2 separate regions of the Sus scrofa genome follow, and region 2 is linked to region 1. Evidence: chromatin contacts called from public promoter capture Hi-C data. All regions are on one chromosome and are shown on one strand. Each heading gives the region's core, a stretch centred on a gene start, on an enhancer-like site or on the middle of the called end of the contact. The rest is flanking DNA. Distances are from core to core; before and after follow the strand shown. Region 1 holds the start of LOC110255306 (N-acetyllactosaminide beta-1,6-N-acetylglucosaminyl-transferase-like). Region 2 holds the start of LOC100517166 (transmembrane protein 14C).

The links. Promoter capture Hi-C pulls out the DNA fragments that hold promoters and counts their contacts.
Region 2: a promoter capture Hi-C map of liver shows a contact between it and region 1, with 3 times the contacts expected there. The contact joins the promoter of LOC100517166 here to the promoter of LOC110255306 in region 1. A contact is called at or near these places in 1 of 5 promoter capture datasets (liver) and 1 of 2 datasets of contacts at active chromatin or transcription factors (alveolar macrophages).

The regions. Positions count from the first base shown.
Region 1 is chr7:7,325,719-7,329,293 of Sscrofa11.1, reverse strand. LOC110255306 (N-acetyllactosaminide beta-1,6-N-acetylglucosaminyl-transferase-like) reads right to left here and starts at 1,647. Exons shown (of 1, transcript XM_021100001.1): 1 at 1-1,647. The coding sequence starts at 455. It also overlaps the pseudogene LOC110261698.
Region 2 is chr7:7,460,855-7,464,533 of Sscrofa11.1, reverse strand. LOC100517166 (transmembrane protein 14C) reads right to left here and starts at 2,347. Exons shown (of 7, transcript XM_021100171.1): 1 at 2,207-2,347; 2 at 1,023-1,092; 3 at 626-702. The coding sequence starts at 1,045.

The DNA.
Region 1 (3,575 bases), core at 398-2,897:
GCCAGGAAGGCATTCGGGAAGCAGCTCAGGAGGTGCTCCACTGCATCTTTGAATTCAGTGGTGGCTTTCGCATCCACGTGGACACAGTAGACATTTTGGGGCATATAAACCGCCCTGAAGAGCCTCTCAAAGGTGCCAAAGTCTTTGTGGATGGTCATCACATACGCCAAAGGGAAGCCGGCCTCTTCTTCCGAGAGTGTTTCTGTGATGTAGTGACTTTGAGCCATGTACTTGTAACAGGTCGTTTCATGGAGGGTCATTTTCAGGGCATTCTCTGTTGTGTAAAAAACCTTCCCCTTAAAAATCTGCTGACAGGCTTCTGCCAACAGTGATGCATTGGCCAAGGATGCTCGAAAGACATTTTTTCTCGGCCACAACTTGTTATTGTAAATGAATACGCAAATCAGGACGGTGACAAGAGATACACAAAAAAGACCGTGCTTCCAAGAGCCCATCCTTCCAAACCAGGAAATGAGTAAACAAACCCTCTGGAGATCCGCTCAGCCCGTGGATATATTTAACTTACATTTTCTCCAGCATCCACGGCCGTGGTCTTGGCAGATGCCCTTCTGATCGGCTGCTCCGTGACTTCCAGGGGACCGTGGCCGTCCTCCTTCTGTCTTCCTTCCTTCTTCATTGGCCGCCGAGTTGCATTTCCACTTTGCTTTGACACCACGTTTCTGAAGCCACTCTTCTGGATTTGCTTTGCTCCGTCCCGCCTCTAACCTGCCACCTGTTTCTACACAAAAACACGTTGCCTCCGGGAGCTTCTGACTCCAACAGGTCTGCTGTTCCCCTCAGGAAAATCGCCAAGGGGTGAAGCCACCATTCTGCAAGTCACTGCTCTGAGACTTTAACCCCAGCCTCTTCTCCTGCCCAGAAGAGTGGCCCCTGTGTCAGCTCTCCAACTTCCTATTAATCATTGCGTTCAACCGACTGCGTTTGTTTGCTTAAACGGCGCTGCCAAGTTAAAAGCGTCAGTTCTAAGCATGTGAACATTGCCTGGAGAGAGAGTCTGTCAATAAATATTTAGTGCTTAAAAATTAATCGCTTAACCTTGTCTTTTTCCACACACGCCCCTCCCCTCCACCCCGGGTTGGCCGCCTGTGCTATAAAGCGCAGCATATGACTGGCTGTTGAGCCAGATTCTTTCCAGCACTTAATCTTTCTCTGCTATAAGTGAAGGTCCTTAGAAAGGCACGTTAGCAAGCCCACCTCACCATCTAACTTACTACATCATTATGAATAAAGGCTAATTAAAAAAAAAGCCACCCCCCCAAAAAAAACCCCAAACCCTAAAAGCCCATTAGCACCCACATAGAGGCTAAGGCTGAAGTTAGTGACTGTCCACTTTATTTCACTCAAGCCCAGGTAGGATGTCGGGGGACCAGCCTGGTGCCTGGAGAGTGAGGAGAGCGAGCCATCTCAATTCGGGATGTTCTAGAATTTAGGGAGAGAGGCTCTTAGGTGCGGATGTATAAATCCTTCCAAAGCAGTTTCTCTATCTGTAATAAATGAGAATAATCCTACCATCTTCATAGGTTGAGAATAAAATGAGAAAAGCTATCAAGAGTACATGGCCGGTTTGTAGCAACGTGGAGGGACCTAGAGATGATCCTACGAAGGGAAGTAAGTCAGACAGAGAAAGAGAAAGATTGTGTGCTATCATTTACATATGGAATCAAACATATGATCTACGAAACGGAAACAGACTCACAGAGCGAACAGACTTGTGGTTGCCAAAGGAGGGGGTTGGGGGAGGGATGGACTGGGAGTCTGAGTAGCAGGTGCAAAGTATATCTATTGAGTAGCAGGTGCAAAGTATTACATATATTGAGTAGCAGGTGCAAAGTATTATATACATTGAGCAGCAGGTGCAAACTATGATATATAGGATGGACAAACGAGAAAGTTCTACTGCACAGCACAGGGAGCCATAGTCAATATTCTGCGAAAAAAACATAATGGAAAAGAATATGAAAGCGAATGCACAGGTATGTATCGCTGCATCACTTTGCTATACACCTGCCACATTATACATCAGCTATACTTCAACTTAAAAAAAAAAGTCCATCTCCTGCCCAGCAATGAATGGGGCTGTGAGAGAAGGGTAAACAAAAGCCCCTCCCCCACAACTCTCCCGTAGGGGGGACAAAACACAATTACCACTTCTTTGCCACCTTCTTATTCTTCCTTTCTCCTCCCTCTTTGAGGCCATGCCCTGGTTAGATTGCACGCCTACAATAACACTGATCAGCTTTGTTTTACTTGGTATTATTTACACAGAGGTGACCGGCAAACTGTGCGGACACATGGGGGGCGGTTACTGCTGGGCTCACACGTGGCTCATCTCTTTCCAGCTCTCACCACTTGTCTGCACATACTAGGCAATCAAATACTTATTGACAGAGTGTAGAGAGATAGTTTGCTTTTCTCTGTTCCCTGATTACATTGGTGGGAGAGTCCTATATTTGTGACGTACATTTTGTGATGTGTGGTCATCTGTATTTGCATCTGTGGACGTGGGGACATTCAAAGTACCTATTTTATTCCAATACGTCTTAATTATAAAGGAACAACATATTACAGATAGTTTGCAAATGTTTTCACGTCCTGTACTCTCATTTCCCTCTCGGCCATAGCCATACACGATTTGATTTTACCAGGAACAGGAGAGATGCACATGTGCATCCTGCATTTTGCACCTACGGTCAGGGCATAACGTTTCCCATCCTGCTTTCATTGGACATTGTCTTCACAACCATTACCTTAGAACCCAAGACTGGAGCTGTTATTTGTTGCAGTTGTTTTCCCACCCCACGTGGAGGCTAATGCATTTACCGACGAGATGGTTGCCAACTCTCGTTTTGTACTTTTCAGGAGCAAACGAAATGCTGAGAAAGGACCCAGTGAGGAGTTCCCATTATGGCGCCGCAGAAATGAATCCAACTAGTATCCATGAGGATGCAGGTTTGATTCCTGGCCTCGCTCAGTGGGTTGGAGATCCAGTGTTGCCGTGAGCTGTGGTCTAGGTTGCAGATGAGGCTTGGATCCAGAGTTGCCATGGGTGTGGTGTAGGCCGGCAGCTGCAGTTTCGATTCGACCCCTAGCCTGAAGACTTCCATATGCCTCAGGTGCAGCCCTAAAAAGCAAACAAAACAAAACAAAACAAAACAAAAACAAACAGCAGAAAAAAAAAAAAAAAGAGAGAGAGAGAAAAGAAAGGACCCAGTGAAATTCGCCACAACTGGGAGGGTCATTCTTTACTTGTTTTATTTATCTAAAATTAAAAAAATTTTTTTTTCTTTTGTGGCTGCACCACAGCATATGAAGTTCCCAGGCTGGGGATCAAATTCCAGCTGAAGCTGTGACCTACACCACAGCTGCAGCAATGCTAGCTCCTTAACCCACTGCGCTGGGCTGGGGATCAAACCTGCATCCCTGCTGCTGCAGAGACACTGTTGATCCTGTTGTGCCATGGTGGGATCTCCAGTCTTCACTCGTTTTAGGAATCGGATTCTACAGCAGGATTCAGGTGCATGCAGACTAGTCTGTATGACCCCAAATGAATTCAC
Region 2 (3,679 bases), core at 1,098-3,597, 130 kb before region 1:
TGGCTGTGGCATCGGTGAGCAGCTGCAGCTCTGAACAGACCCCGAGCCTGGGAACTTCCGTGTGCCTCAAGTGTGGCCTTAAAAATAAAAGAAAAAAGGAAGGGCCCTAACCAGGCCTGATTAACCCAGCAAGACCCAGAACGGTCCGTGGGCTCATCCCCAAAGGAAAGGAAAGGGGCAGTGAATTAAAAAATGACTTGGAGAGTAAGAATTCTTCTCTTTGGGGGGAGGTGGGTAAGGAAGGAGGTGGAAACAAGCATGTCACCGACACAGCTGTGCCTGGTTTAACATGAAGACTAGTTTTCCTCCCACTTGAAGAGCAGAGATGGCCTCCGGGGTTGAGGCTGATGTATGGCAGGTGGTGATAAGAATAATCTATTACCACCCAGCCCACTATCTTTAGACAAAGAGGCCAAACAAGTGACTGGACATGATGCCTGGTACAGCTCGGCCAGATATCATACAGGCAAGTGCGGGAGGAGCCTCAGGACTGGTAACAAACCTGCACTCAAGCTAGAGGACCTAAGCAAACTTGACTCCAATGATTCTGTAGTGCGGGGGACCCTGGGGGCTCGCTCTTCACCAGAAACAAGATTTTAGGAGGTTAAATAACCACAGACCATACCTGCTTTTGCATAGCCAATGATCCCACCGGAAGCAACCAGTGCTGCATAACCAAAGCCAATCCAATGTAAAGGCACTCTGAAAACGGAACAGTAAGCAATCAGTGCCAATCAAGTTAAAACAAACAAAAAAACCCACATAACCACAGAATGGGATCACAAGGTCAGCATTCCAGAACAATCCTATCACTGTACAAATGCATATAAATCCCAGAGGTTAGAAGACCTGCCCAGAGTTAGTGGCAGAGCTGGGCTCGAACCCAGGTTCTAGGTACATGTCTGTCTTCCCAGACCCCAGGCTGCCCGGCAGCCTCAGCTCAGCATCCTTTTCAGAGGAGGGAAGAAACTCTGGCTTTGAGACGCTCTAGACGATTCCACCCCCCTTCACTGTGCACTTACAGTGGGCCGGAATCCTTCTGCATTGTTCTCTTCCACTCCGTACAGACAGAAGATTAGATCAGGCCTGCACCTGCCGAGGAGGGGCTGGATCAGCGGTGGTTAAAACCCAGCTCTTTCTGGCAGTCAGAAAGCAGTGGGTCCAACTTCAGCTCTGGTCCTTGGGAGCTAAGAACTAATGGGTGAGCTACCCAGCCTCTCAATGCCTCCTTCCCTCACCTACCAAGAGGGTAACAACGGTACACATTTCCTAGGGCTACTGCGGGCATCGAACGGGATAATATGGAAAAGTGCTTTGCACATAATAATTGCTGAACAGATACCAACCATTCTAGTAATAACCTCAATTCTAATGACACGCCCACAGGAAATTGCACTGACCAGTTCTGCACCATTAATGAACTAACCTTCTCTTTATTTAACCAAGTTACAACTAAATCAGAAAATAAATGCCTCCTGTGGGCTTAATTCAAGGATTTTAATTGCCCCTTCTGGGCGGAAGAGGCCCCTGCCCAAAGAATTGAATTATTTCAATACTCAACATTTTAAAAACTTTCAAATTGACAGAACACTGTAAACCAGCTATGATGGAAACAATAAAAATAAAAATCATTTTAAAATTCAAAAATATAAAACTTTCAGATAGTTATTTAATTTTACAGCACTCATAGTTTACTGATAGAGCAGGAGCGAGGTGGGCGGATAAAATGTGCAAAAGTCCAAGGCATAATTACGTAGAACACCACTCCTGTGGCAAAGCGGGATGTAACTCCTACTTTCTTCAATGCATTTGGTACCCAACGAGGCTAAGCTTGAAAGCCATACATACCACTTGTTTAAACTATTAAGTGTCTATAAAAGGGGGGAGGACTTGCAATCGTACTAGTCATTAATTCGACGTAGCACTGAGTCATCGAGATTGTTAAGGAGATGGACCAATGAGATCTCCAGGAAAAGAATCAGCTCTGCGCTACAACGGTCAACATTTGCCTCAAGGGCTCAGGGTTTCCGCAGGATTCACAACCCACTTTAAGGAAAGCAGAAAATGAGCGACTAGACCAGCAACTACCACGCAGCCTCAAGTCCCTGCCTGGATCCTGGGGATGAAGGGCAGAGGCAGCCAAGGCCCTCGCGTAATTTCTCAAGGTCAAAACAGGTGTCAAATGTTAATAATTCCGAACACGAACCTACTTCCCGAAGGTCTGCACCGGAGGACGAGAACGCAGAACCGTGAGTCCCCGACCTGCGGTCCTGCAGGAAATATCGCGGCGCGTCCTCTACGTCTCAGGGGCGGGGCCAGGGGGAGGAGTCGCCGAGCGCACCCAGCGTCTCGGGGGCGGGGCGAGGCGTGGGGCGGGGCTAGAGGTCCGGAGCCGCGGCGGGATCCAGCGTCGGCGGGGCGGGGCGGGGCGGGGCGGGGCGGGGCGGGGCGGGGGGGGGGGCGGGGCGGGGCGGGGCTAGAGGTCCGGAGCGTCGGCGGGGCGGGGCGGCGGGGCGGGGCGGGGCGGGGCGGGGCGGGGCGGGGCGGGGCGGGGCTTACAGTGGGCACGTATTGTGCGTCTTAGGGGCGGAGAGTGGCAGAGCAGATCCAGTGTCCCCCGGCAGAGGGCCCGGTCATGCCCGTTCAAAGCCGGAAACCCAGAGTTGGAGTCTGGTCTTGCGAGAGGCCTTGCGAACTGGGCCAGGCTCCCGGTGGGGGTTGCCACTGTGGAAGAAGGGCATCGGAGGCTGGTTTCTGAAGGACTGCATTAACGGAGGACCTTTACCAGAGGTGTAAAACCAGATGCAGGAGGCCATCAGAAAGGAATGTCACTCTAGCCGGATTAAGTTGTTTGCCATTATGGGAAGACACCTCCTATAGAAGATACGGTGGCCACAGGCTAAACACTGTGGCTCACTTCAGTGTTTGATTTAGGGAATCCATCTACTTGAAAAACATCTTAAAGGAGTTCCCTTTGTGGCTTAGCGGGTTAAGAACCCCACGAGTATCCATGAGGATTCAGGTTCCATCCTGCTGGCACAGCTCAGTGGGTTAAGGATCCAGCGTGGCTGTGGTGCGGGCTGGCAGCTGCAGCTTGGATTTGACCCCTAGCCTGGGAATTTCCACATGCAAGCAGGCGTAGCCCTAAAAAGAGAAAACAGTTTCGGTTGTGGCTCAGTGGAAACAAATCTGACTAGTAACCATGAAGTTGTAGGTTCAATCCCTGACCTCGCTCAGTGGGTTAAGGATCTTGAGTTGCCGTGAGCTGGGGTGTAGGTTGCAGAAGCAGCTCAGATCCTGTGACTGTGGCATAGGCCAGAGGCTACAGCTCTGATTCCACCCCTAGCCTGGGAACCTCCACATGCCACGGTTGCAGCCCCGAAAAGCTAAAAAAAAAAAAAAAAAAAAAAAAAGAAAAAGAAAAAGAAAGAAAAAAGAAAAAATACATCTCAAAAGGGAACAGTGAATGAGTTAAGTTTGCAAATGATAGGGACAGAGTAAAGGGACAAAGTACGTGATTAAATAGTTAATCTCACTAGGGAATTGTAAGTAGAGAAAAAGTATGGGAGACCCTGGAAGTTAATCATCACTCAAGCAAGCAGGCTTGCTGAGCAACAAATCCACACAACAGAAATGTGAGCTGTGCCCCCAAACAAGAAAACAATGGTGGAATGAGACC